3 separate regions of the Mus musculus genome follow, and regions 1 and 2 are each linked to region 3. Evidence: chromatin contacts called from public Hi-C data. All regions are on one chromosome and are shown on one strand. Each heading gives the region's core, a stretch centred on a gene start, on an enhancer-like site or on the middle of the called end of the contact. The rest is flanking DNA. Distances are from core to core; before and after follow the strand shown. Region 1 overlaps Gm30382 (a long non-coding RNA gene). Region 2 has its middle 17 kb from the start of Gm30827. Region 3 overlaps Gm30575 (a long non-coding RNA gene).

What was found. Hi-C and Micro-C count contacts between places; a contact is called where the count stands out from the background.
Region 1: a contact with region 3 is called in a Hi-C map of liver, with 2.5 times the contacts expected there. The contact joins two enhancer-like sites. A contact is called at or near these places in 2 of 39 promoter capture datasets (frontonasal cranial neural crest and maxillary cranial neural crest), 1 of 15 datasets of contacts at CTCF or cohesin (the NIH/3T3 cell line), 9 of 484 Hi-C or Micro-C datasets (bone marrow-derived macrophages, cerebral cortex, cortical neurons and 5 more) and 1 of 115 datasets of contacts at active chromatin or transcription factors (liver).
Region 2: a Hi-C map of liver shows a contact between it and region 3, with 2.2 times the contacts expected there. The contact joins two enhancer-like sites. A contact is called at or near these places in 19 of 484 Hi-C or Micro-C datasets (bone marrow-derived macrophages, cortical neurons, embryonic stem cells and 6 more) and 7 of 115 datasets of contacts at active chromatin or transcription factors (bone marrow-derived macrophages, embryonic stem cells, extraembryonic endoderm stem cells and 4 more).

Annotation. Positions count from the first base shown.
Region 1 is chr3:149,179,717-149,183,805 of GRCm38.p6, forward strand. Gm30382 (a long non-coding RNA gene) reads right to left here. Exons shown (of 3, transcript XR_001784032.1): 3 at 1,471-2,666. Among named protein-coding and RNA genes, the nearest start is that of Gm52619, 5.7 kb to the left of the region's middle. Within about 2 kb of position 2,600, at least 3 of the 459 cell types and tissues checked have an H3K27ac peak or open chromatin away from gene starts, as enhancers often do. A contact at or near this core is called in liver, where this site is marked.
Region 2 is chr3:148,980,285-148,984,465 of GRCm38.p6, forward strand. It overlaps a transcript of Adgrl2 not described here. Among named protein-coding and RNA genes, the nearest start is that of Gm30827, 17 kb to the right of the region's middle. Within about 2 kb of position 2,302, at least 15 of the 459 cell types and tissues checked have an H3K27ac peak or open chromatin away from gene starts, as enhancers often do. A contact at or near this core is called in liver, where this site is marked.
Region 3 is chr3:149,081,847-149,085,836 of GRCm38.p6, forward strand. Gm30575 (a long non-coding RNA gene) reads left to right here. Exons shown (of 3, transcript XR_003954583.1): 1 at 1-3,707. Among named protein-coding and RNA genes, the nearest start is that of Gm30575, 5.5 kb to the left of the region's middle. Within about 2 kb of position 1,760, at least 14 of the 459 cell types and tissues checked have an H3K27ac peak or open chromatin away from gene starts, as enhancers often do. A contact at or near this core is called in liver, where this site is marked.

The sequences.
Region 1 (4,089 bases), core at 1,350-3,849, 99 kb after region 3:
TCACAGCTCTATCGCCGACTGTACCGTGTTGAAATTTGTATGACAGGCAGTTTCAGCACTTTTGTTTAGTTAAATGCAAGAGCATCATTTTAAAAGAAAAGCTCTATTGCCAAAAAATATAAACAGCCTGAACTTTGATTAATATAAATATTTTAGAACCAGAACATTGAGTTACATCTTACAGAAACAGTTCTGAGGGGATGCTGGGAAAGCAGAAGCACTTTCGAACACGAGATGAACTCGACACAATACAGCTGCAGAGCAGAATTTTAAGTAAATATGAATTGTTTGTCTTTTCAAGAGGACTGTGGACTTTGCTTGAAAGGGGCTATTTTGAGCGCTTCATGTTTCATTAGTAAAAATGAAAGTTTTCTTTTATAGATTTATTTCCGAGGCAGCCAATTTAAATTTCAAAGTCCTCTAATTAAAAAAGATGCCATTAAAATGATTTCCCCTGCCAAGTTTAGGGTTATTTACTAATAAGCTGCTGGACAAGAGATGTGTGAAGTGAATAGATGAGAAACATTGACGGGGAAGTCTTGGAAGGGCGAAGTTAGTTTATTAAGTCCTCGTTTGTCGCCAATGGCCCCGCTGCACACAGAAAAGCAATCCTTCTACCTTAGAAGATTAATTCTGAAGGAGGTGCTCTGGGGTCAAAGAGCACGGAGCGTGTGCCTAATCTCGGAGAAATCAGGCTATTTCTCACAGCAATTAAGCCAAGGTCTGAGTTTCACCCAGGGTGTATTTAAACACAGGATACAATTAAGCCCCAAAGTATTAATATCTTTGCTTTGCAAAATTGCCCAGGAAATAGATTTTGCCCTCTCTCAAATGAACAGCAAGTCAAATTAAGGGAATAGCTCCACGATTCATAGCCAAGTTGCTTGAAATAAGAGTGTCACATTCTTTTCTAATTGCAAATGACTCGTAGACTTCTGGGGAGTTTTCTTTTCTTTTTTTAAAAGAACCTTACAATAGTCCGAGTGTTATGAGCTTTCCAGCTCCTTTTATCTAAATGGTGAATCTCAGTCCATTTTTTTTGAAAATGTATTGTTTTCACACTGTAATTAAATAGACAAGTCATCGTGTGTTAAAAATCAACTCATTATAAAAATCTGAGGACTTATAATTTGCTACCCAGACAATATTCTAACTAAGGAGCTTAGCAGCGGATGTGTAGAGGGGGAAGGAATGTAACTCACAAGCAATCAAACGATCAGAAGGTTTTTCTTAGAGTTATTTCTTCATATACTTATCTCAAGCAATGAGCTAATGCTCTAGAGAAAATTATTACAGCTTTAAAACATTGCCTCACAAAGACAAAATAAAAGGCTAAATATAAAAACAACTAAACAGCTTTTATTTGTTGTACATCATATCCCTAAGGCAAAAAATTTTAATAGCACACGAGTTGTGTTAAATAAAGTACTGCTTTCATTCAGTTCTTATTAAAAAAAAAAAAAAGCCCTTCTAGAATTAAAAGATTTTTGCCCCTATTCCAAATTTTTTTTTGTTCTTTCTCTTTTGTCTATATATCAGATTAACTTTTCATTTCATTGCCAAATCAAATTCTCTTTGTCTTTTTTTTCCAGAGGAGGGCAGGGTGGGAAGTTGGTCTTGGACTGGGAAAAGATAAATCAATAGCTTTTGTTTATATAGCTGAATCAATAATGTCTTCTTTTCATATAGGACTTGGTATCAAGACCATTTTGTTTCACAGTCTCAGGAACTCAAGAAGAAACATGTAACCCATGATTCACAGACATCCTTATAGAATAATAGCTCTGAGGGAGTGGGGCAAATAGGGTGTGTGCAATGTGTGTGTGTGTGTGTGTGTGTGTGTGTGTGTGTGTGCTCGTGCATGTGAGTGTCACATTCTGACATGCTCTTGTGTGCACTTACTGTTGTTTTTAGCAACTGAGAAGAGAGGTAAAGTGTGCAGGTCAAGGGTCTTTGGACTCATGTTATGAGAAGTTTAGGTTGTATGTGTTGTATGTGTGGTGTGTGTTGTATGTGTGGTGTGTCTGTTGTAATGCATGGGAGTATGCAGCTGGGTGAACCTGAGCATGAACACAGAAGCCACAGATGTCTTCTGCTGTGGCTCTGCACCCGATTCCTTTGAGACAGGTTGTCTCACTGAATTGGAAGTTTGCTGTTTTGGCCAGGCTACCTTACCAAAAATCTCCCAGGATCTCCCTGCTTCTCTTCCCTTTAATGTTGACATTACACAACCATAGTTAGCTCTTTTTATATTTTCTTAAGTGTTGGTTATAGAAGTTTCAACTAAGAATCTTTTATCTGCACAGCAAATCATCACCCACTGAGATATCTTCCTAATCTGAACATGGGCTCTTTGGAAATGTATGGTGGGCTATACAAGAATGTGTGGAAACTTGAATCAAACAAAGCATTGTTCTTATAGGACCAATGATTTTAATATACTTCTTGCTGACATCACTAGCAACTTGCTCTGTTCTGTAACCTTTAAAAGTGCAGCATATCCCAAAATGAGTTACTTATTAAACAAATGTTCTTTTTCTAGTGCAACTGACCTTTAAACGATTATTTCTCGGAGCCCACAACAAAGAGAAATTCACCTGCCGCCTTTACACTTTTGATGCGCTACCGTGAGTGGATCCCCAACCTTTTCATAACCTGGAAGAAACCTGATACACAACATGGAATTACAAAATGCTAATGAGCACTTTTTCCTTTAAGGGGAAGTCTTATTACTCTGTTAGCATGCTGGGATGTGCAGAAGCTATGCAAAAGGGTAGAAGTAAGCTGTTACTGCCTTCAACCTGCAACAATTTTAGATATCACAACTCTAGAGTCCTGGGATTGTAGTCATTTAGCCACTAAGGGCAGTTTCTGCAGGTTTTCCCCTATAACTTTTAAAGTGTGTAGCTGTGGGTCCCTGTAGGTGTGGGTATGTGTGATAATGGGTGGATAGGGTGTGCCTTTAAAGTTGCATTTAATTGAGAAAGTAGCGTTGTCACATTCGGGAACCTACTCAGTGTTTGTAGATAATCTGAGGTGAACCTCTACCCACTTAACCTGGAGACTCATCATCTGTATAAAAGGAAGAGGTTTTGTGATATTATATACATATACATATACATATACATATACATATACATATACATATACATATACATATACATATGCATATACATATACATATACATATACATATACATATACATATACATATACATATACATATACATATACATATACATATACACATACGTGTGTGTGTGTGTGTGTGTGTGTGTGTGTGTGTGTGTGTCTTGGTTATTCTTAATTAAATGGAGGTGGTAAAAGCAAGCTTTATTCAGGAATCAAATCAATCTAGCACATATTTAGAAGCTATGCATTTGTAAGAACTGTGTTTCCCCACATCCCATTGCTCTTTTCGTTGGCAGGTAACCTAGTTTATATTTCCGTAGACTTGAGGAATCTAACAGAAAGTTCATTAGCCTAAATATTTTCACTCAGAGAAAAGTGAAATTCTATTTTTGAAAAATCCCATGAAAAATAATTTTACCTGCAAACCCAGTAACATGCTAAGAGTCCACACTTCACACATACGGGGTTGTAAACTCAAGGCACAGATATCCACCTATGTTCAAGAATAAAAATTTTTTCTTGCAAAATCTAAGCCTAAAAGAGGTAGCTGGATGATAATAGATAGACAAATAGCTAGATAAATAGTAGATAGATAGACAGACAGATAGATGGATAGATGATAGATGATGATAGATGATAGATGATGATAGATGAGTGGACGTGTTGGTTCAAAGGTAATGGGCTTAAAATGTTAAGTCCCATTGCTTTAAACAACAATCCCTCTCCTTTTTCACTTATAAAATATGTCTACTGGAATGAATTACAAAAGTATCTGAGAATTCTTTTAAATAATGAAAACAAAGTATTTTTTAAATAACTTCCACAGAAGTTTTTTTTTTTTTTTGGACTCTAATGTGATAATATTTTCTAAATCATAAGGGCAGGGCAGCTAAAAGCTCCGAGGAAAAAAAACCAAAATTAACATCCTTTTGGGGAAAAAAATCAACTCCAAAAGAA
Region 2 (4,181 bases), core at 1,052-3,551, 100 kb before region 3:
CGAATGGCTGGAACATGGGACCAGAATCCAGCACTACCAAAGGATAGTCCCAACAGCCACAAGAAAACTGAGGACTTTAGGAACGAAAACAACTTTAAGGATCGAAAAATGAGGAGGGCAAGGAAGAAGCTGGGGATGGGACAATAGGGAGAGCCTTGCTTAGTAGCAACTAGAAGGCTCAATTCCTAGCACTGAGGGAAGGGGGGCGGAAATTAGTGGAGAAAAGGATGTGTAAGAAAAGTAATTTCAAATCAATAACCACAGCACCGAGCACTAAAAGACAGATGCTTTTAATGCAGAAGACTGAAATTTCCCTGTGGAAGGTATGTGTGGAATGAAAAAAGAAAAAGAAAAAGAAAATAAATGTTGCTTTTAAGGGAAGACAGAAAAATCATTTTTAACAACTCTTTCTCTACCTAAATGGAAGCTGGGAACTGGTTACATCATGGTACTCTACGGAAAATAAACACTAAGTACTAAGTTTATCAACATTGTGTCATGGTTCAGCCATCTTATGGCAAACTAGTAACTCTGGGTTACTATCCTCTAAGGGGGAAAAAAAAGCATTAGTCAAGACCAAAGTCCCGCCCCACCAGCCAACTGCCATTTTGACAGTAGTTGGGGTTAGATTGTTCTGCCGTCCAATGCTGGAGTACAGTCAGACGTATAGACCGGCACAGCAGTGTCACGGAGAGTGGCAACAGTGGGCAGTGTGGCTGCTTTATGGTCCAAAGGCTGAAAAGTCCTTGAAAGCAGAACAGAGCTGAACTCGCCAAATCATTTCCAAAGAGATGCATCAAGCAACCAAACAGAGTTTGGATTTTAAACTTGCATTAATTCTTAACCTAAAACTATCTAGAAATACCATTGTATCAAGAGGATCAGAATATAAATTGTTTGCTTTGTGTATATGGATGGCAAAGAATGGGGTTAAACGGTATGCTTTGATGGCTAAGCCATGCCTTTTTCATTATTTATTAGACTGCCCTGGCCCATCTTTTTGTCACTACTGAGCTAAAATTTCATTGTGCATATCAGAAAAGGACACAGGCTCTATATGCTTTTGTTCTGACAAAATAATATTGGTTGGATTTGATGATCTGTCTCAGGTTAAGCAACCATCTTAGCAGCTTCCACCATCCTTCACAGCCAAGGATTAACGTTCTCTTTTATCGCCATTTCTTTTTTTCTATCGGATAATTTAAAAATATATATCAAGGTTATTTAATATATTCTAGAATAGAATTAAAAATTGGTCATTGACTTAGGGGTGCTTCTCCGGCATGCTTCTCAACCCTGCACATCTGATTTTATGAAGTGCTAGATCCACCCCTTTAAAATGGCTTCGAGGGGGTCCAGGTTTTATCTTAGCCCATCCCCAGCTTTATGTGGGCTTCTTTTAAAGAAACTAATTGCAGTGCTGAAATTCAGAAATTGATGTGAGGTACCGTGTCTGCCTTTTAATGTTTGTAAGATGTTCCTCACAGATTGGGGCAAGGAAGGCATCAACGGCAGAACCAACTGGGACCCGTTTTCGTCCCCCGTTTTCATGCCCTGCCCTGATTAATGCCTTGCTCTGCAGAGGGAGACATTACATCCGGGCTAAGAGAGACCTAAATTTTACCCTCAGGCAGAAATCTGGTTTAAACATCTCTATTTAAAGTGACATTTGTCCTCCTCCTTTCAACTGGTTTCCCTAGAAATTCCAGGAAGTTGACTTCATGACCTAAAAACAGCCCGGTGGCTTTGGAGCAGCCCTTGTGACTATTACTGCAACTGGGTGAAGCTCCGTGGCAGAATGAATCAAGGTGGCCATAAAACAGGTGCCCAGCTATCTGTACTACTTTATTGTGCTCAGAATTTAAGATCGAGGGTTCCATATAACTCTAGTGTTGGTGATAAACGAGAGAGAGAGAGAGAGAGAGAGAGAGAGAGAGAGAGAGAGAGAGAGAGAGAGAGGGAGAGAGAGAGAGAGAGAGAGAGAGAAATCCTAAAGTGTTCCTGGGGCTGCTAACTGGCTCCTTTGTGATGGAGGGAGTTTCTTCAGATTCCTAAAATCATGCATAGCATTTCACAACACTGATCCAAAATATTAACTGATCAAAGAGTCTAAGAAAGCAACCTCTACAAGGAACGATAACACCCAAATGTACAGCTTCTCGCATGCTATCTGACAATTTCCGTGAAAATAAAAACAGGAAGAGAAAAGGGAAGAGATACATTAAAAAAAAAATTAACCCAGTAAGCAAACATGTGCATATTACAACAGAAGCCAACGCCCTCACACTGCTGGTGTGGCTTTTGATATTATTAAGCAATTTCAACACTGCTGGCAAGTTTCTACTAACCAAGGTAATCTAATTTCTGTTGCTTTTCAACCTAAATTGATTTTTTTTTTCCTTTTAGTTGTTCTGGTAATTGAACAAATTTATACAAGTGTGATGGGATTTTACTTACCACCACAATGCATAAAACCCTCTATGAAGACAAACACTATGACTTCATAGTGCTGTATTTTTGTTGTAATTAAACAAATTGTATCGGAATTTGCTTTGTGCTCCTCAGACATTTCCAAAGCATGTCCCATAACTGCACTCTATGGGAAGGTATTATGAGTTCAGTTCCTTAAACTGATTTTCCCCAGGGAGTATTTGCTTGTCAAATAAAAAAGGAAGGGGGGGGGAACACAAATAATAAGCTTTCAAAACTTATTGAATTAAAATTTGTTTTAGAAATATGCAGATTACTGCATTTAATGTATCAACCAATGACCTAATATATATGTGTGTGTGTGTGTGTGTGTGTGTGTGTGTGTGTGTGTGTGTGTGTGTGTTTAAAAGTATTTTTAGCTGATTGGACCTTTCTATTCTTATGGTCCGTGACCTGCCTAAAAATAACGACTTACATCAAAATTACATTAAGGAATTTCTCTAGTATATAACACATGCTTAAGAAAACCTACACATCAGATCCGGGTGACTAACTGAAGTCTAATAGGGCCCACTCACTCCTTGTTGGTGACCACTCAGGTCAGTATACTATGTGTTATGATTCACAGTACCTAATTACAGTAATTAGCCATCTATCTTTATATTAAACAAACCATTTCCTTAAGCTGTTCTTAAAGAATTTTTAAAAAAAAAAGCCAGTTCTTCACCCAATCTTTGAGAGCATCTCAGGCAACCGAAGATTTTACAGAATAGTCTCAGTCTACTTTTCTGATAAGATCACTCTAATTAGCGTAATCTGATGATTAAATGCCTTTTCAACCTTTAATCAGGAATTATTTGCAGAGATGAGTATTTGGGTATGCCTGAAGAACTAGTGTTATGTAACAGAAAGCCTAACCAACCTATGATTTTCATCTAGCTTCCAAGTAGAAATGTTTTAATCTTTGCTTAAAATAGTTCCAAAACAGTTGAGCCTGAGTGAACTGACTCGGAACTGACCAAGATACCTACAAGAATCTAAGTCCTTTTTCCGCTCAGCTACAAACATTGCTATTCTTAGTACGTCATCAAAACCTTCAATTTAGATAAGCATGCTTGTAAAACAGTCTTCGTCCACAACACACCTCATTTCTAGCACATATTACCTACAAAACTGTGGCGTTGTTTTACAAGAATCTACCCGATCAAATGCAGGCAGGTGTCAAATGACCCTTCAAGACTCAGAAGCAGATACAAAGAATCAAGATCACAAAGTGTAAGCTTCCTGCAGGGAAATTACTAAAAGTTGCACTTTGCAGGATGCTCGGTTCTTCTCTGTCCAAAACTGTTTGGCTCTTAACCGAAATCCACCTAGCCTGGGTTATAATTATCAGCACTTAGGTAAGTGATAAAGGTTTCGTTAAAATCAAACCAGAGTCTTGCTTCACAGGTGGGGTGCAGGTGAATGAAGATCACAGACAACAATAAATTTGTAGTGCTGCCTCTTGTCCATAACACATCTGGTAATGAACCATTGTTTAAGTAATTTTTCACAAAAGTTAGGTCAAATAAATATTTTCAGAGAAAGCAGAGCAGTAACGTTTTATTCCTGGGGTTTGCAGGTTGACAGTTCCTCTGACCTTCACCACATCTCTGTCCCTTTTCTCAGTTTGCCATGTTACTTAAGGACAGTAAATTACGACCTTAAATTTGTTCAGAAAGCACACAGAGTGAGTGCCAGGACTGATCAAA
Region 3 (3,990 bases), core at 510-3,009:
CCTTCTATTGGTTGCCATAACTTTTCCTCATTGCCTGGGATGGATTCTCAAATCTCCCTTGTTAGGTAATTTGTCCTTTAGTTTAAACAGGGGAAAAAGCCACAGGGTTGCTGCTCCGACACAAACCTGAGTGAAAAATCAGCCAAGTACAGGCCAGTGTATTAACAGATTCTTGCTATTCCTTTCTTACGTCACTCATCATTCAATAAAGGACATGGGACAGGTGGGAAACTGAAGACAGACTCCAAGGAGGAAGCAGAGGACCAGGCACATCACAAGCAGCAATCAAGACTAAAGTTATTCAGGAGAGAGAAGTAGGAGGCATTCTGGGGATCATCACCCATCACACTAGGATGCGAAGGCCAACGAGCCTTTGGACATAGCCACATCCAGTGCAGGAATGGAATGCTGGGCAGGGGAAACGATGTGCTAGCCCAGTTGGCTTTGGTGTGAGCACTTTGTGGTAAAACAAACAAATAAACAAACAAAACAACAACAACAACAACAAAGATTTTAGGCTTCCCTCTTCAGGGAATGAATGGCCTTATAAAAATCCTCTTACACCAGAGGATCAGATACAGGAAACCTAAAAAGGCCAAGTGAGTTCTGAATAATGAATAGGAGTCCAGGCCCTGGCATCAGGGTTCTGGTGCTGGTAGGCATGGGGCATCTGGGCTTGAATCTGCCCCACGCTGTTGCCATTTTCAGCTTTCATGTACCCAAGTTTTTATGGGATAATTTTAAATTTTTTTCTATTTAATTAACATTTTGTTAAGTATGGTGGTAAAAAAGTTACTTGTGACCATTCTACAGCCCTCGATTTAACTTTTTAGCCAGTCAGAATGCTGGAGTATTCTTTTGTAATTTACTAAAAAGATAAACATAGAAAGTTGCAGAGGTAAGACAATTTATAAATCAATCCTATTATCATTAACACCATCAATTTTCATTCATCCAACAAGCTTTGTCTGCCTTGCCCTGTGTTGCCCTTTTTTATTCTTTGATCCTACAATGATCTGAAAACAAGCCGAGCATACAATAACCTGTTCTTCAAGAAACTGCCCGACGTCACTGGGTACAGACTGGTTAGCAATTCTGCTTCTCCACAAAATTCAATCTATTGGAGTAATTGGATCTTTGCTTGGCAGTAAGATGAATATAAGCGCTTTCAAAATACATTATTTAATTTGGTTTTAAATATACTTATATATGTAAGGCTGAGGGAAAGTGGCTTGAAAATATGAAAGCCACCTTGCCCCCATCTAAGTAACTCTTGTTAACTGAAAGCCTTAAAAATAAAAGAGTAGACATTATCCAAGTATGTTGGTATGTACAATCAAAATAGTCTTTATTTTTAAATTATTGTTTCTTTTCTCCAGCATAAAGATTCTCATGCACTTACAGGAATTAACTAATTCCTTGTTAAGCCTTATTCAGTCTCTGTGCTGAACAAACTCAACAGAACTGAGCCCAGGGAACGCTCAGAACACCTGAATGGATGCTGGAACTAAGCATAACGACCAGATAAGCCCATGGCAGCCTTAGAACTGACCGGACTTGCTTTCCTTGAGAGCCAGGAAACAGGATTTACCTCTGTCTGTCTCCCATGAGGTTGGTGTGACCCTGCCAAACGGCGACCTCACAGGTTCTGCACCTGGGCCAGTGTGGGTGGACAGGGCTGCAGGGTGTTCACGGAGAGTGCTCAGACTCGCCACAGCTTGTGAACTCTTCAGAGAGCAAACATTTCACAAGAATCTCATGACTGTTGCCCCACTGCCGATCAGAACTTACTTCTTCAGGAGCAGCTTTCTAACAACCAGCTCTCATCTAAGCGCTTCGGAGAGGACTTCTGTCATTTCATCAGCGGTGGCAGAGGCTTCCGGGACGGGCCACCCAATGAGGTTTAGATTAAACAGCTCTCTCCAGGGTAGCCCTCTGAATGCATCGAGCAGCAAAACTGAAGTGAGTCACGTGCTTCCTGACACAGTTTACTGTAAATCTTAAGGAATCTAGCAAGAAAAGTAGGCTCGTCTAAGAAAAGAGAGCAGGGAAAATGTACAGGGAAGAGGAAAATCTAGAAAGAAGAAACCAGGTTGCCAGTTCTGTGATTTTTTAACCGAGAATACTAAAGAAAGCAACACCACCTCAAACAAACAAAGCCATAAGCCCATATAACCTTGTGTGTGTGTGGTGGTGAGGAGTGGCTGCATGCTGACATTTACACTGTGGATGAGGCTTCAAGCAAACAAGACTGGAAACATCGGAAATGGTAGAAGGGATGGCTTCGGTTACCGATAGTGTGGAAGTCAGAAAGAAGTCAGTGAAGCCAGAAAGAAGGAAAATAATTTGCTTCTGTTGTCAAATATGCCCCCTTTTCTTTATCTCTCAGCCCTGTGACTAAGCTGGAGGGAAGGACCCTTGTTAAGGAGGAATGGAAGAAACGAGGAAATTAAGGTTGCAGGCTACTGGGAAGCGGTTTTGTCGGAAGGTTGGGTCTTACCACATTTTAAAGACTTCCAAGGGGATTACCCTCCAGAAAGTTTCATAATCTCAATCTGATATGTGATGGAATATCATCTGTGAGACTAGATCACTCAAACATTCGAATTTAGCCCAGGCTTCACACACAACCAGTTTCCCCCTGCCCTGTTCTGAGCTTTTCCCTCACCCCACCCTGCAGCCATCTCTAAAAGCCTATTCAGCCACCCCAGCCCCCATGACATGCATGGGGGTGGCATGTGGCAGGAGGACAAACAAGGTGGGATGGAGTTGACCTTTGTCCCACTGGCCAAATGTCACCACTCCTTGTTTTCTATCCTTTCCTTTCTATCTCAAGATGAGTTGAGACAAGCTGTTTTGAAAAATTACAGTCTCACAGAAGATCTTCTCCATTTACACACAGACTAGTGGATTGATTGGAGTTTCTCTCCATAGATACATGTCTTCTCCAAAGCCCCGGAAGTTCTGGAGAAGACAACAGTGTGTTCTATTATTTCTGAAATCTGGAAGTACTTGACATTAACTGGTGCTTAACAAATCTATGTTGACTAAAAGAACAGTGCTCAGAAACAATCGTTTAGAAAAGCATTCTTTTAGATGGTCGCTTAACATAGCTCCAGGTCAGCAGCAGGGAAAAGAGTTGTGAAATAAACCCGGAGGAGCCTGGGCAGGCAAAAGTGCAAACTATGCAAAGCAACTCACTGCGAGAGGAAGACAGAGGTTACAATGTAACTGAGGCCAGGAGCTCACTCAGACCACTGTGCTAAAGCTATACTGGCAAGCGGAAGCTGTGGCTGTTAGCAGGAGTAACAGACTTTCTTTTGGGAGTGGGGGATCCCAGGAATGTTCTTCACCCTTCCCTGAGAAAAATAGACATTCATTCCGACTTGCAAGATTTACATCTCAGGCAAACGACATCCCAGGTTAAGAAACTTCAAGATGACGCCTTTGAATGGTGACCTCCAAAGTGCCAAAGAGGCCATTCAAGGAGAGGTTTCTGTTCAGGTTGGGAACAATAGTCTCTAACCAGCACACTTAGAAATTCCATCCATTCCACTGGGCTGAATTGAAAGAAAGCTAGCTGCACCGGGTGCCACCCCCTCTCTATGAAGGTTACAGGAGATTCAACAACACCCTACAGAACAGAAGAATCACACAGCTGGCTTCTGGTCCTACCCTCAGCTCTCACAGCTAGAGAGAGGCACAGAGTAGGTTCACGACACACCTTAAAGAAAGGATGGGGCTTGTGCTTTGAAACTTCAACCACTTGCAAAACTACATTCAAAGAGACAGTGCTGTTAATAACAATAATCTGCTTCTTCAAAATGCTTGATCCTCACATCTCAAATGTGAGCCCTTGTCATGCCCTGAGCCCCGGAGGTGGGAGCGGTTCGTGCTTGTGAGGGACTGTTCTTCCTTTCAGGGTTTTGTTTTGTTTTGTTTTAATTTTCTTCTGTATTTGTGTACAGTGTGTGTGCCCATGCCCACTCA